Regions from separate parts of the Triticum aestivum genome. Here all the other regions are linked to region 3. Evidence: chromatin contacts called from public Hi-C data. All regions are on one chromosome and are shown on one strand. Each heading gives the region's core, a stretch centred on a gene start, on an enhancer-like site or on the middle of the called end of the contact. The rest is flanking DNA. Distances are from core to core; before and after follow the strand shown. Region 1 overlaps LOC123097000 (GTP-binding protein At2g22870). Region 2 holds the start of LOC123098176 (U-box domain-containing protein 75). Region 3 holds the start of LOC123098177 (heptahelical transmembrane protein ADIPOR3).

The links. Hi-C and Micro-C count contacts between places; a contact is called where the count stands out from the background.
Region 1: a contact with region 3 is called in a Hi-C map of leaf, with 2.4 times the contacts expected there. The contact joins the enhancer-like site here to the promoter of LOC123098177 in region 3. A contact is called at or near these places in 2 of 5 Hi-C or Micro-C datasets (both in leaf).
Region 2: a Hi-C map of leaf shows a contact between it and region 3, with 6 times the contacts expected there. The contact joins the promoter of LOC123098176 here to the promoter of LOC123098177 in region 3. A contact is called at or near these places in 4 of 5 Hi-C or Micro-C datasets (leaf and root).

The regions. Positions count from the first base shown.
Region 1 is chr4D:399,658,333-399,662,338 of IWGSC CS RefSeq v2.1, reverse strand. It overlaps LOC123097000 (GTP-binding protein At2g22870), which reads right to left. Exons shown (of 7, transcript XM_044518774.1): 6 at 3,402-3,564; 7 at 2,728-3,243. The coding sequence ends at 3,025. Among protein-coding and RNA genes, the nearest start is that of LOC123097000, 16 kb to the right of the region's middle. Within about 2 kb of position 1,963, at least 7 of the 8 cell types and tissues checked have an H3K27ac peak or open chromatin away from gene starts, as enhancers often do. A contact at or near this core is called in leaf, where this site is marked.
Region 2 is chr4D:399,706,999-399,710,655 of IWGSC CS RefSeq v2.1, reverse strand. LOC123098176 (U-box domain-containing protein 75) reads right to left here and starts at 1,718. Exons shown (of 1, transcript XM_044520087.1): 1 at 1-1,718. The coding sequence starts at 1,241.
Region 3 is chr4D:399,892,200-399,896,112 of IWGSC CS RefSeq v2.1, reverse strand. LOC123098177 (heptahelical transmembrane protein ADIPOR3) reads left to right here and starts at 2,093. Exons shown (of 3, transcript XM_044520088.1): 1 at 2,093-2,589; 2 at 3,698-3,913. The coding sequence starts at 3,882.

The DNA.
Region 1 (4,006 bases), core at 714-3,213, 230 kb after region 3:
CTCGCTGTCATCGACAAGGTCAGACCGGCTCCGGTATGGGAGCGGCAACAAGGGCGTGTCGGCGGCTCGTTCTGGCGACGACAATGGTTGTTCGGTTGTCCATGAACCTCGATGTAATTTTTATTATGTTTGGTGTGCTTTGTACTTTCGGTGAATCTTTATAATAGATCTGATATTTTTTTAAAAAACTTTATACATATACACAATACATTTATATACAGATGTGGAAATACTTTTAGAACTTTTTTTTCAAACCTTTAAATATAAATATTGGAAGTGTTTAAAATTTCTGGCTGGGAGCCCGAGCTCCATCCAAATCGTCTCGCTCCAGGAGACCAGCCAAAATCAAGCTCCAAAACTATCCGGTGGATAGAGAATGAGAGCGTGCGGGTACGTACATGTCTTGTCACTCGTGCGTCGCATCGCTTCTTGGGTATGGCAGTATGGCACCGCGGCCGCGGGAGTGCAACGCACGCCACGCGTGTCCATGCGTGCATGGGGGACAAAGCCTGAGTGCTTGAGTTGACCAAGGCACCGGGCACCTGCAGTTTGGCAAAGGAGCGGACCAAATCGGGAAGAGCTGACGCCCGCATCGCAGCCAGCGACAGAGGCTGATTGATCCATCGAGTCGGCGCGCATGCGAGGCGATGCGACGCATGCGCATGGCCTGAACCTGAAGCAGCACGAGCAGCAGTCCACACTCCTCTGTTTCCTTCTTCATTTGTCTTGCTCATCTGATCTTGTCAGCAGCAGTTTGAATTTCATTGTAAACCGTTAGGCGTTGGAAATTCCATTGTATGACGCCTGAATATTCTTTACGAATCCCCGCAAATCAGTCAGCTTACCCCCAGCTTCCATGCTGCTCATGGCAGTTATAAGCTGTAGATCTGACAAGCCATGTTGGTACCCCTGACCGATAATAAACGTGAGAACCAGTTTCAAACCAGATCAGTATATGTTTATATACTGGTGGCGTGCGGGGAAAGGAGCTGACTGGCTGCTGCCGTGTTGTGATTGTGAAGCAAGATAGCTAGCACAGTAACAGCATTACTACTATACAACTTTTCGTCTAGTCGCACACCAACAATTTACTCCAGCTTGGGCGATAGGATTGGTTGGTGCTCCCTTGCTTCCTCTTTGGGTTTCTGCCTCCCTCCCTGGTAGTAGTGGAGATCCCCGTCGGTAAACTCTTGTCTACTTGGCTTTCCTTTTAGTGGGCATGTGTGATTCGCCAACTTTTTTTTTCAGGCAATTTTGGCTACTATATCTTTTTAGAAAAGGCCATCATGACTAGCTTTATTGAATTAAACAGGTATTACATCTTCCACGAGTCCGGAAACTAGAAAGCTTGGAGGCTCTCCCATCCAGCTATTAGAAGTCTTTTTACAGAAACTATGACTAGTTAGCACATGAGCCGCATTATTTGAAGAACGATTACAGTGTTTAAAAATAACATTCCCAATAAACAAAGACGTGTCCACACACTCCGCAAAGATTGCCGCTGCAGCATCCCACCATCTTGTTTGCTCGGTGCAACATTCAATCACCGCTGTAGAAAGACACCGCTTCCACTCGAGGAAATCCAAGTGAATTTGCAAAAATGAGGCCAGCCCGCATCGCCATGGTCTCCATTGTCACGACATCAACTACATAAGACATAAAGCGGCAATGGCCTGCTAAGAAGTTACCTCTCTCGTCCCTGATTACAGCAGCCGTTGCTCCTGCTCCTTCTTCCACATGGAAAGAAGCGTCCACGTTCAGTTTCACAAATTTGGGACCTGGCTTACTCCATCTTTGTACTTGAGCATTATTAACTTTGCAATTTTACTTGTAGCGATGTTTTTTTTAGGGAGCACCGTAGCGATGTGGTCGCACAAGGACAAGGGCACCCTCAGTCCCTGTGCACTGGGCCCGATAGAGCCAGGGACAGAGAGGGACGGAGGAGGAGAGGCCTGATGAGAAAGGGGACAAGGGTGGGGGCATGTGGCCCATGAGCCCACCTGCGGCTGCCCCCACAGTCAGCGGCAGCAGGGCATGGGGCCGCTTGATTGACCCCCGGTCTCCCTCTCCCAAGCCACCTCTCGCCCAGCAACGAACATTTTTTTCTGAACACAGCAAAGCAACGAACTACTCCTACAAAACACTTCCCGCGAGTTGACGCTGGCCATTCTCCTGGCCTTTCAGAGCTCGGCTCTGTACTCCTACTCCGGCCGCCGCCTGCTTCAGAAAACCCAAATAAAACCAAAGAAACACATGGATGGCATGCCATGGGCCTCACCTCTTCGCTGCCGGTGGAGCCACCGGGCCAGCGGAGCTGGGGGATCGGCGAGCCAGCCAGGCCCGGCGAAAGAGAAACATCTCCGGTCACCAGTCGTCCGTGCACGCCTCGCTTTCCGTTTTCCCTGCCTGCCCGGCTCCGCAGTTCCGGTGGGACATGGTAACTGTGTCCGTGTCTCCGCTGTTCAAAGCGAGAGCGCCACAAAAAAGGCCGGCGCTTATGTACCACGGTACAGTGGTACCAGTACCACCACCGGAAATCTGGATTTAATCGAATTTTAATGGCCAGTCGTACTAGACCATGTAGTCTGTCGGGCAGTAAAGCGTGCGCAACAAATTAATTTCCGTGCAATTCAATGTGTGCAGCAGTACATTGAATTTGCTGGGCTGCCTTCGCCATACGAGTAGTGGTATAAATGTACAGTTCCAGATCGGCCCATTGCGTTCAGATATCGTAACAAGTGGACGAGACTTTACTTCCGCAGGTGAGCCAAATATTACTACAACAAACATGGACCAGAAGGGGCGCGGTATTACTGTATCATGTCTGCGTATCGTGAATCATCTTCCGCTATACATCAAGAGGCCAGCGCAATGAAACTGAACCTGAAGTCTATGCAAAGCACGATCCATCGGTGAAGTCCAGAAACTGAAGTTCGTCAGGCAGGATGATCGGTTTGTGCTGCTCTCTTCTGCAAGTACTGTTGCTCCTAGCTTTAGCTGTCCCAAGCCTGAAGAAGCACTGACCTAGGTTGCCTCATTGTCCCAGTAGTTCCTCAGCTGCGACATATGGAGGAGCAGCCCGTCGCGGCCTAGTCCTGTGGTGCTGCTCGTCATGATCCATGGAGGAGGCCTTGGATAGAGCGAACCGATGTTCTCCAGGAACACTTTGATGTTCTCATCAGGCCGACCCCCTTTGCCTTTCTTTACTTTGTCACACTTGGTGAACACAAAGGTTAGCCCGACCTGTGACACCAAAACAATAGAATAGCAGATAGTTGCTGGAGATCAGTATTATTATAGGGCACATGTACAATCAATCCTGAAGATACAAGTCACTTGACATTTAAATCCATAACCAGCATGTAATATACATTTTCAGGTGAAAGGGTAAGTTGTCTCACATTGTTACGACCAAGCCAGTTAGCACAGTCGAGGTCAATTTGTTGAGTTGGAACACTAGCATCAACAAGGAGCAGTACACCGACCAAAGTGTCCCTGTTCAAGAAATACCCCTTGGTAAATGAAGACCAATCCGTTCGAGCTGTCTTGGACGCAGCTGCAAACCTACATGCAGGAAGAACTTGATCTGATCATGTTTACTGCGTAGGCCAGGTAAATCCTAAACTATGCTCAGTAGTTCTTGCTGGGAAAATGCCCTAATGAGTATGAAAAAATAATGTAAAATTTGAGAATGGAAAATTAACACTAAAAGTTCTTTTGAGTTCCTACTTAAAACATTGTTGCTTCATTTAGTGTGTAGAATTGCTATATCCTCAGAGATTACAATCAGACAGCAACTTATTCAGAAGTTGACAGAGCTTATGTCTGTTCTAAATCTAATGTTGGAGTTGACAAGAAAACCAAAATATGAAAGGCTTCCAAGACATACTTTCAACATAAAGATCTTTGTCTGGAGAGTGGTGAAGGAGCTATTCCATGTAAAGGTGTAGGGTCTGTTTGGTTTTCAGCCAACGCTAGCCATACCAGCTCGCCCGGCTGATTTGGT
Region 2 (3,657 bases), core at 469-2,968, 190 kb after region 3:
GCGGCCAGTCCGACCTCCAGGGCGGCGGGTGCCGACTCCTCGGGCACCATCCTGCACACCACCCACAGCATCGACAGGGCACGCTGCGTGCAGGCCTCGGACACCCTCATCAGCAATCGGACGGCGTTGGGTATCGTCCTCGGGCAATCCTTGAGAGCCGTCATGCCTTCAGGGACTGAGGCGAGCGCGTCAAGGATGTCCAAGGCTGGCTCCACACACTCCGTCGCCAGCTCCGGCAGCAGCTCCACCAGCTGCTGCACCGCACCAATGCTGACAATCATACTCCTGGCCGGCCTGTGCACGGCGCAGATGGAATTGAGCAGCTCTAGCCCAGCGGCCACACCGTCCTGGTGCCGCTTGTCCCGGACCAGGCGCATGGAGCCGGCCAAGAGGCTCAGGCTCGCCACCGTCTCCGGCCGGAACCCTTTCTCCTCCATGAGGATGCGGATGAGGCGGACGCAGTTGATCTTGGTGTCGACGGCGCCCTCATTGAGCATGTCCACCACGAGGGACACCTTTGCCGGCTGCATCAGCGCCGCCTTCGCGTCGGCGTCGAGCGGCACGCCGCTCACAAGAATGGCCACCGCCTCGGACCCCACGGAATGAGACGTGAAGGGGCCAAGAAGTGAGGTCAGCAACGACACGCCGCCGGCCTCGGCTATGGCCTTGGTCACGGACTGGTGGTTGGAGGCGAGGGAGCGCAACTCCCGGAGCGCGGCGACTCGGGCCTGGCCCTTGAGGGGCTGCCTCCTTGGGACGGCCGTGCCGCGGAGACCGTGGACAAGGTCCGCGGCGCGGCCGTGGTAGTCGGCCGAGCGCTTCTTGAAGCGGGTGTACCGCCTGGAGAACCAGGCGGCGATGAGCTGCCGGAGCGTGGCGTTGGGGGTGAGCGCGTCGTCCCAGAGCTCCTGCATCGTGGTCGGGCAGGTCCGGTGGCCCAGCGCCAGCCACCGGGAGATGTTGGCGCGCTCGTACGTCTGGCCGGTGCAGAGCGTGACCGGATCCACCATGGGCTCCAGGGAGATCGGGCAGATGAAGACGGCAGGCACGACCTCGTCCCCGCCGCCGTCGCCGGCCGCATCCAGCTCGTCCATCATCTTCCTCAGCTCCACCGGCTGCTTCCCTCCGTCGCCCAGCGCGCCGTCCCCGGGCTCCGGGCCGCACCCCAGGATGCCATCCTTGAGCGCGGCGTCGATGTCGAGCACCTGCCCGCCGCAGGGCAGCTCCTGGTACTGCGGCATTGCAGCGGCGGCGTCCGACCGTCTGCGCGAAGCAACCGCACGCTCTTCCACCGCTCACTGGAGCGTACACGGACGGCGAGGCCCTTTTAGCAGAGGCGCGCAGGCGACGGGATGATGCGGTGAATCATGGGGCGACTTATCGCCATCATCATCACCCTCCTCGCTTGCTTTCCCTCTTTCTTGACCCGCTGCTTTTCTTGGATTTTCGGGCTCCCGCAGCTGCCTACCGGTCAAAAGGGGAGGCGAGGAAGCGAGGAGCTTGAGAGGAAAGCTTCTGGGTTTTGGATTGGAGGCGGATTGCAGGGCATATGAGGAGATCTGATATGCGAGGGTGGGGGGAGTGAGAATGCGACTGAGATCCAGCTGAGCTAGAGTGGGTGGAGAAGAAGAAGGGAGGGTGTGCGAGAGAGGGAGTGAGAGAGCGAGCAGGAATATCCTGATGAAATTATTATCCGGATTTGCAATTTTACTCGGGTGGGTGCGAGTGAGAGGGGATTGGACGAGGGAAGGTGGGGACTTGGGACCAGACACATTAGCACACTCACTGACACCCCGCCTGCGTGGTGGGCCACCCCCCTGCGCACCCTCTTGTATTCTTCCCAATTTTCATTTATTTTAGCGCTGGTACTAACATTTCTTTTCTCTCGCTCAAAAATTCCTTTTTCTTCAGTGCTGCCGCTGAGAAGCGTGTTGGTATGGCAACTGGCCCACGCCAAAAGCACTAAACAGGAAGGCATGGGGAAGAATCTTGCAGGAAATGGTGCCATATGGTTTCCTTAGTAGTGATCTCGTTCTAGGTTTGATGTGATTTTTACCATTGCTCCTAGGAATGAAATGCCCATGCTGTTATGTTTCCCCTTTTCAACATTTGGTTTTTTTTCAACTACAAAAATATTTTTTTCCCATCTGGGGAACGGGAGCGGTCAGCTGCGGAACTTGAGGTTGCTGACCGGTGACCACGACGGATTCGAGACGGGCGTGCGTGCGTACTGTGTACGTACTCCTCTAAATCTAAATCTAGGGCACGCGGACCGCACGTGCGGTGGGATCAGGATCGGCAAAGAGGGCGGGGCTTTGTTTTCTCTTTTTCCCATTTTTTGAATGGGTTCAAGGACAAGAAGGACGGAGCAGGCTCGTTGCCTCATCTCCCTCCTCGTGACCCGCGCGCGATCACGTTGCGTTTACGCTTGCATCGGACGTGCTGCTCCCTCTCTTTGACCGCTTTGCTCGCACACTCAAATGCTCTGACCAAGCCCGATTAGGAGCGCTCGAGTTTCTTTGTATAGATAACTTGTGCGCAAAGAAATGGAGGAAATGGCACGACGTTTCAACGTGGGAGATTTGTCACAAACACGCTTGCTTTAACTTGAACAAAGTCGGTGTGTGTAGTATCATCAACTTATTCAAACCTCCATCCAATCCCAATCCAATGAGAAAAAGATGGGAAACATCGCACGTGCATTGATGCCAGGTTGGAGCTCTCTTTTTGCGTACGTCTTAATTAAGTGGATCCATCCGGTGCGACCGTGACCAGGACCAACGACCACGGGGCCGGAGCCCGGAGGGCTGAGCAAAGGAAATGAAAGGGACCAAAGAAAACATATATATAAAGGCAAAAGTGAGCAACAGTAAGCGCTGGTAGCACGGGAAAGAAAGCCGAAACTAGACATGTCCAAAGCTCAAGGCTTTAAAAAATGCGCTCCTTGACCGGCCTGCCGCCCCGGCGCGCCGCACGCTACAAGGGCTCCGACTGTGCGCAAATTAAACGCCGACGCGGACGACCTCTCACGCTCAGACTATCCACGATAGAAGTAACATAGGTAGTAACATCACACATATCTAGATAAAATAGATGATGTGGCAAGCAATAAATGAAGAAAGAGAGGCATGTGATAACATAGCTAATTACTAGTACTAGTATGAGTAACATCACATATATCAAGACAAGATGAGTCTATAATATAATAAATGAAGTGTTGCATGTTATCACACATATGTTACTCCCCACTATAGATGTAGTAACGTAGAGTAGTAACATGGGCATGTTACTACTCTATTACTATCCATTGTGGCTAGTGTCACAGTACCTTGCCAACCATACACACGCAGTACGTACTACGTACGTGCAGTCGTGCAGGCGATGTTTCAAGTCAAAGGGCGGACAGTAAACGCGACGTAAACATGACGCCACCTAGCGATGGACGGAGACGCGTCCGTCCGGCGATCCGTCACTGTTGCTGCACAGAGAGCCGCTGTTGCACCGTACGTGTTGTAGTACGAGCCCGGTAGAGTACGCAGCACGGCGTACGTGGGCGAGGAGGCACGCAACGCAGCCAGGAGGGAGAGAGAGAGAGTCGTCGTTTTTTTTTTCGTTCTCCCAGCACCGAGGCCCACGGGCACGGAGGCGGAAACCTCT
Region 3 (3,913 bases), core at 844-3,343:
GCTGGACAAGACGTACGGGGTGATTCAACCCCCTCATCTCACCGCATGGTGCACACCTATACAAAGATGTGTCACGCCCCGTGCAAAGTGGCGCCATGGTTGGTGGTGACAAGACAGGCGTCCATTCCCGGAATACAGAAGGCAATAACACTTCATACAAGCATTTAATGCACTCACCTACTCGGTCAGATGGCCGGACCACTTCCTTAGTAGAAAAGCCATTGTGGTACCCCTTGAGATATAAAAGGAGGACCTAGCTATTGAGGGCGGGGTGGGGGGGGGGGAAGGCACTTCTTAGCAAGACAGAAGAGACCTGTAAAAGGTTGGACATTTGGTAGAAGAAAAGTAGGAGTACACAACGCTTCCCGTTCCCGCGAAGGACTTGTAGCTCGCCATCCACCAACATAAACACACACAAAAGTAGGAGTAGGATATTACGCAACCATGCGGCCCGAACCCGGGTAAATCATCGTGTACATTTCGTGCATTTCGATAGTGTAGGTCCTCACCTTCGTGCCCCATTCACGAACCAGCAAAAGGACATCTCCCGTCCATGGTGTCTCGCGCGTATCTTGCACACGCCCGCCGACACTCAGTGGCCGCAGCAGTGGTAGCTCCTCAGCGTGGAGCATCATGTCAACAGAGGAGAGGGCGGCCAAGGAGGCGTCATGGAGGGAGTGGTGCAACGCGGAGCATCGAGCGATGTTCGCATAGTCTGACTGAAGAGGCGCCAACCTGGGTCCTCGTGGACCCCAACCTCGCGGAGGCCTGGGCCGATGACCGATCGATGACCAAGTCGGAGATATCTGCGTAGCGACTGCGCTGCCAAGACAAGGAGCTTGCCAAGGTCGAGGTGGAGTGGTCACTCAACGACACCTCTGTCGTCCTCAGCAGGGTCAAGGGTAGAGCTCCCCGGCCAGGGTCCGCGTTGGCCGAGGCGGCCCTCCGCATGGCGCAAGAGGAAGATGAGCGGCTCGAGCGCCAGGTGGCGGCCGGGCAGGGCTACCGCGCCTTGGCGCCCTTCACCGCTGGAAGGACCACTCCAGCTTCAACGATGATAACGTGAGCACGGAAGGCGACAGAGGTGCCGCCGGCCAGCCTGTCTGCTACAAATTAGTTTAGTTTTTTAAGTTTTAGTTGAACGGACGAAATATCTACGGCTTATGTAAATCATGTCTGAATTTATGCCCGTTTGTATGAATTTCGTCGTATATGCATGAGTTATGTCTAAATTTGTTTATATTGTGGCCGGAGATGTGGGCAAGCCTTGGATGGTCGGCTCTCGTATCACTGTCCACGAACGCGTGACGCATCCACAGAGAAATATGATGTCCGTTTGAGGATCGGTGTTGAATATGCCCTAACGAAATTGGCCACGGTTCAAGGATCGGCGTTGAATATGCTCTGACGAACATTGACATTGAATAGGCATATATAGCAATCAATGGCTCAACTCAAATATGACCTGACCTGTGAACATGTGGTTGGATGGTTAGAGGGACTGTGGTATCCCCAGCCCACCAGGGTTCAAGTCTCGGTGCTCGCATTTATTTCAGGATTTCCGGTGATGCACATTCAGTGGGAGGAGACGTCTCGTCGTAAATTTCAAAATGATATGCCGGCTCAGTCTTTAGAAGGTGCTCATAGGGGTAGGGTGTGCGTGTGTGTTCATAGGGGTGAGTGTATGCGTGTGTATATGAGCTCTTGCGTCTGTACTGTGTTAAAAAAAACTCAAACATGACCTCACGGGCTTTTGTCGCCCTTGCACTTGCACGATCGGCCTACGTCAAAATCGCGTAACCATTTTCCGTGAGCACGACGGGAGGTTGGGCATGCGATGACTCAAGAATCCCGCACGCTTCCTACTGCTTCCCTTTTCGGCCGGAAATCGATTGGGCACGTCGGATCCGTGAGACGGTACGTGCACGGTCCAGCCAAGCCACACCCTTCCTTCCGCGGGACGAGAGGGGAAAGCGAGAGGTAGTCGGCACGCACGGCCGTAGCTCCCCCTTCATTCACAACGCACCGGGTCGCACTCGCACTCGTACGCCCCATGGCACGCCACCGCGCCAACAAAACAGAAGCCCCAAAACGCCAAGGCGGACACGCCGACCCGGCGTGCGTCAGAGGCTGCTCTGCTAAATCTGGGGTGGAGGTATTTGAAAAAAGAAAATTCTGGGGTGGAGGGGACGCACCGAGGCGCGCCCGCCTCGCCGAGATCGACGGGCCGACGCAACCCAGGCCGAGCGAGCGAGGGAAGCGATACAACCCACCACAGGCAGCGGGCGCGTCGTCGCGTTCGCGTGCGGCGGATATTCGGACGGGGCGGCATAACACCCGGGCCGAACGGGTCGCGCTCTCTCTCCCGGCGGTCTTCTCCCCGGCCCTCTGGCGATGGCGACGGCGACGGCGGCGGCGGTGTGGGAGGAGGAGGCGGAGGTGGAGAGGCCGATGCTGGAGGAGGAGAGGAAGGGGAAGCAGGGCAAGGGGCGCCGCTACGGCCTGGTCGACTACCGGGCGCTGCCGGCCTACATGCGGGACAACGAGTACATCCTGCGCTACTACCGCTGCGAGTGGCCGCTCCCGCAGGTGCTCCTCTCCGTCTTCTCCATCCACAACGAGACCCTCAACGTCTGGACGTGCGTACTCTTGCTCATCCCCCCATCTTATTTTTCAATCCAATTGTTTTCCTTATGCCAATTTTATACTGTGCGCACATGTATGGAACAGCCAATTAATCCCCTGGACATATATAGTTCTGATAACATTGCGAGTTTCTAGTTTGAAAATTGGAACGATGTATGTATCTATCTGGTGCTTTACCTGCAGTTTTGTTCTCTCTTTCTGTGTTGTGGTTATCCAACATAGTACGGTTTCTTTAGCCATGTAATTATGGCTTCTTCAGCTATGTAATTATGGCATGAAAAGGGAAGCTGATTTACTCTTGAAAACAAGGATTCTCTGTCATGTTAATTTTACAATGCAACCATTTGATTTTTGATTCACTTAACCCTGGCTTGAAATTGCTCAGTTCCTCGTGTTCAGACTTGAAGTTTCAAACTAATTACCAAGTAAGAAATTCAGCACTGAGAATGCATTGTGGCACTCTGAATTTTGAAGCATTTGTCGTAGCCCTTGCTTGTTTGTTGCCAAGCAAGATGAGACAACAACCAACTTAATTTTTAAATTTTATCAAGACTACCGTCCACCAAACTAATTAAAGAAGTCCCTTTCAATTTCAACAGGTCATACATTTAATTGAACCATGGACTTCAAATGTGTCTTTTCTAGTCTTTGTTGCTTGCCTATCCTATCAAGTCGAAAGGAAACCAAGTGATTTGACTGCCATTATGTAACACTGAGTTTGGTTGACCACTAACCTCTTCTGCAAGCTATGTGCCATAAATGGTGAAGTATGAATACTAGGAAATTAGGACTACAAACTTCGGGGTGATATTACCTTTTGTTATTTTGCCGATGTGGAGAGGATTTGGTGGTGTGTCCTTGCCGACTAGGGCTCAATCCTGTCAGGGGTGAACATGGTACTCACGATCGTTTCTACCTTAATAAAATTTCACAGGGCTCCTCCCCTGTTCGTTTTATTTATTTATTTATTTTGCCGATATGATATAGCAGAATTATGAATTTGCTAGATTATCTCTGATCTAATAAAGCTATTTCTTTGTGTCCACTTCAGGCACTTGATAGGATTCTTCATCTTCCTTTCTTTGACCATATACACTGCAACAAAAGTTCCAAATGTGGATCTTCAGAGCCTGCAGAATTTACCTGATATACTTAGGAATGCTGATCTTCATAAGATTCAGGCAGAGCTTGCGGCATGCCTTCCCTCATTACCTCACTTTTCTGATCTACAAAAGATGAAGGATGAATTGAGAAGCTCATGGAATTC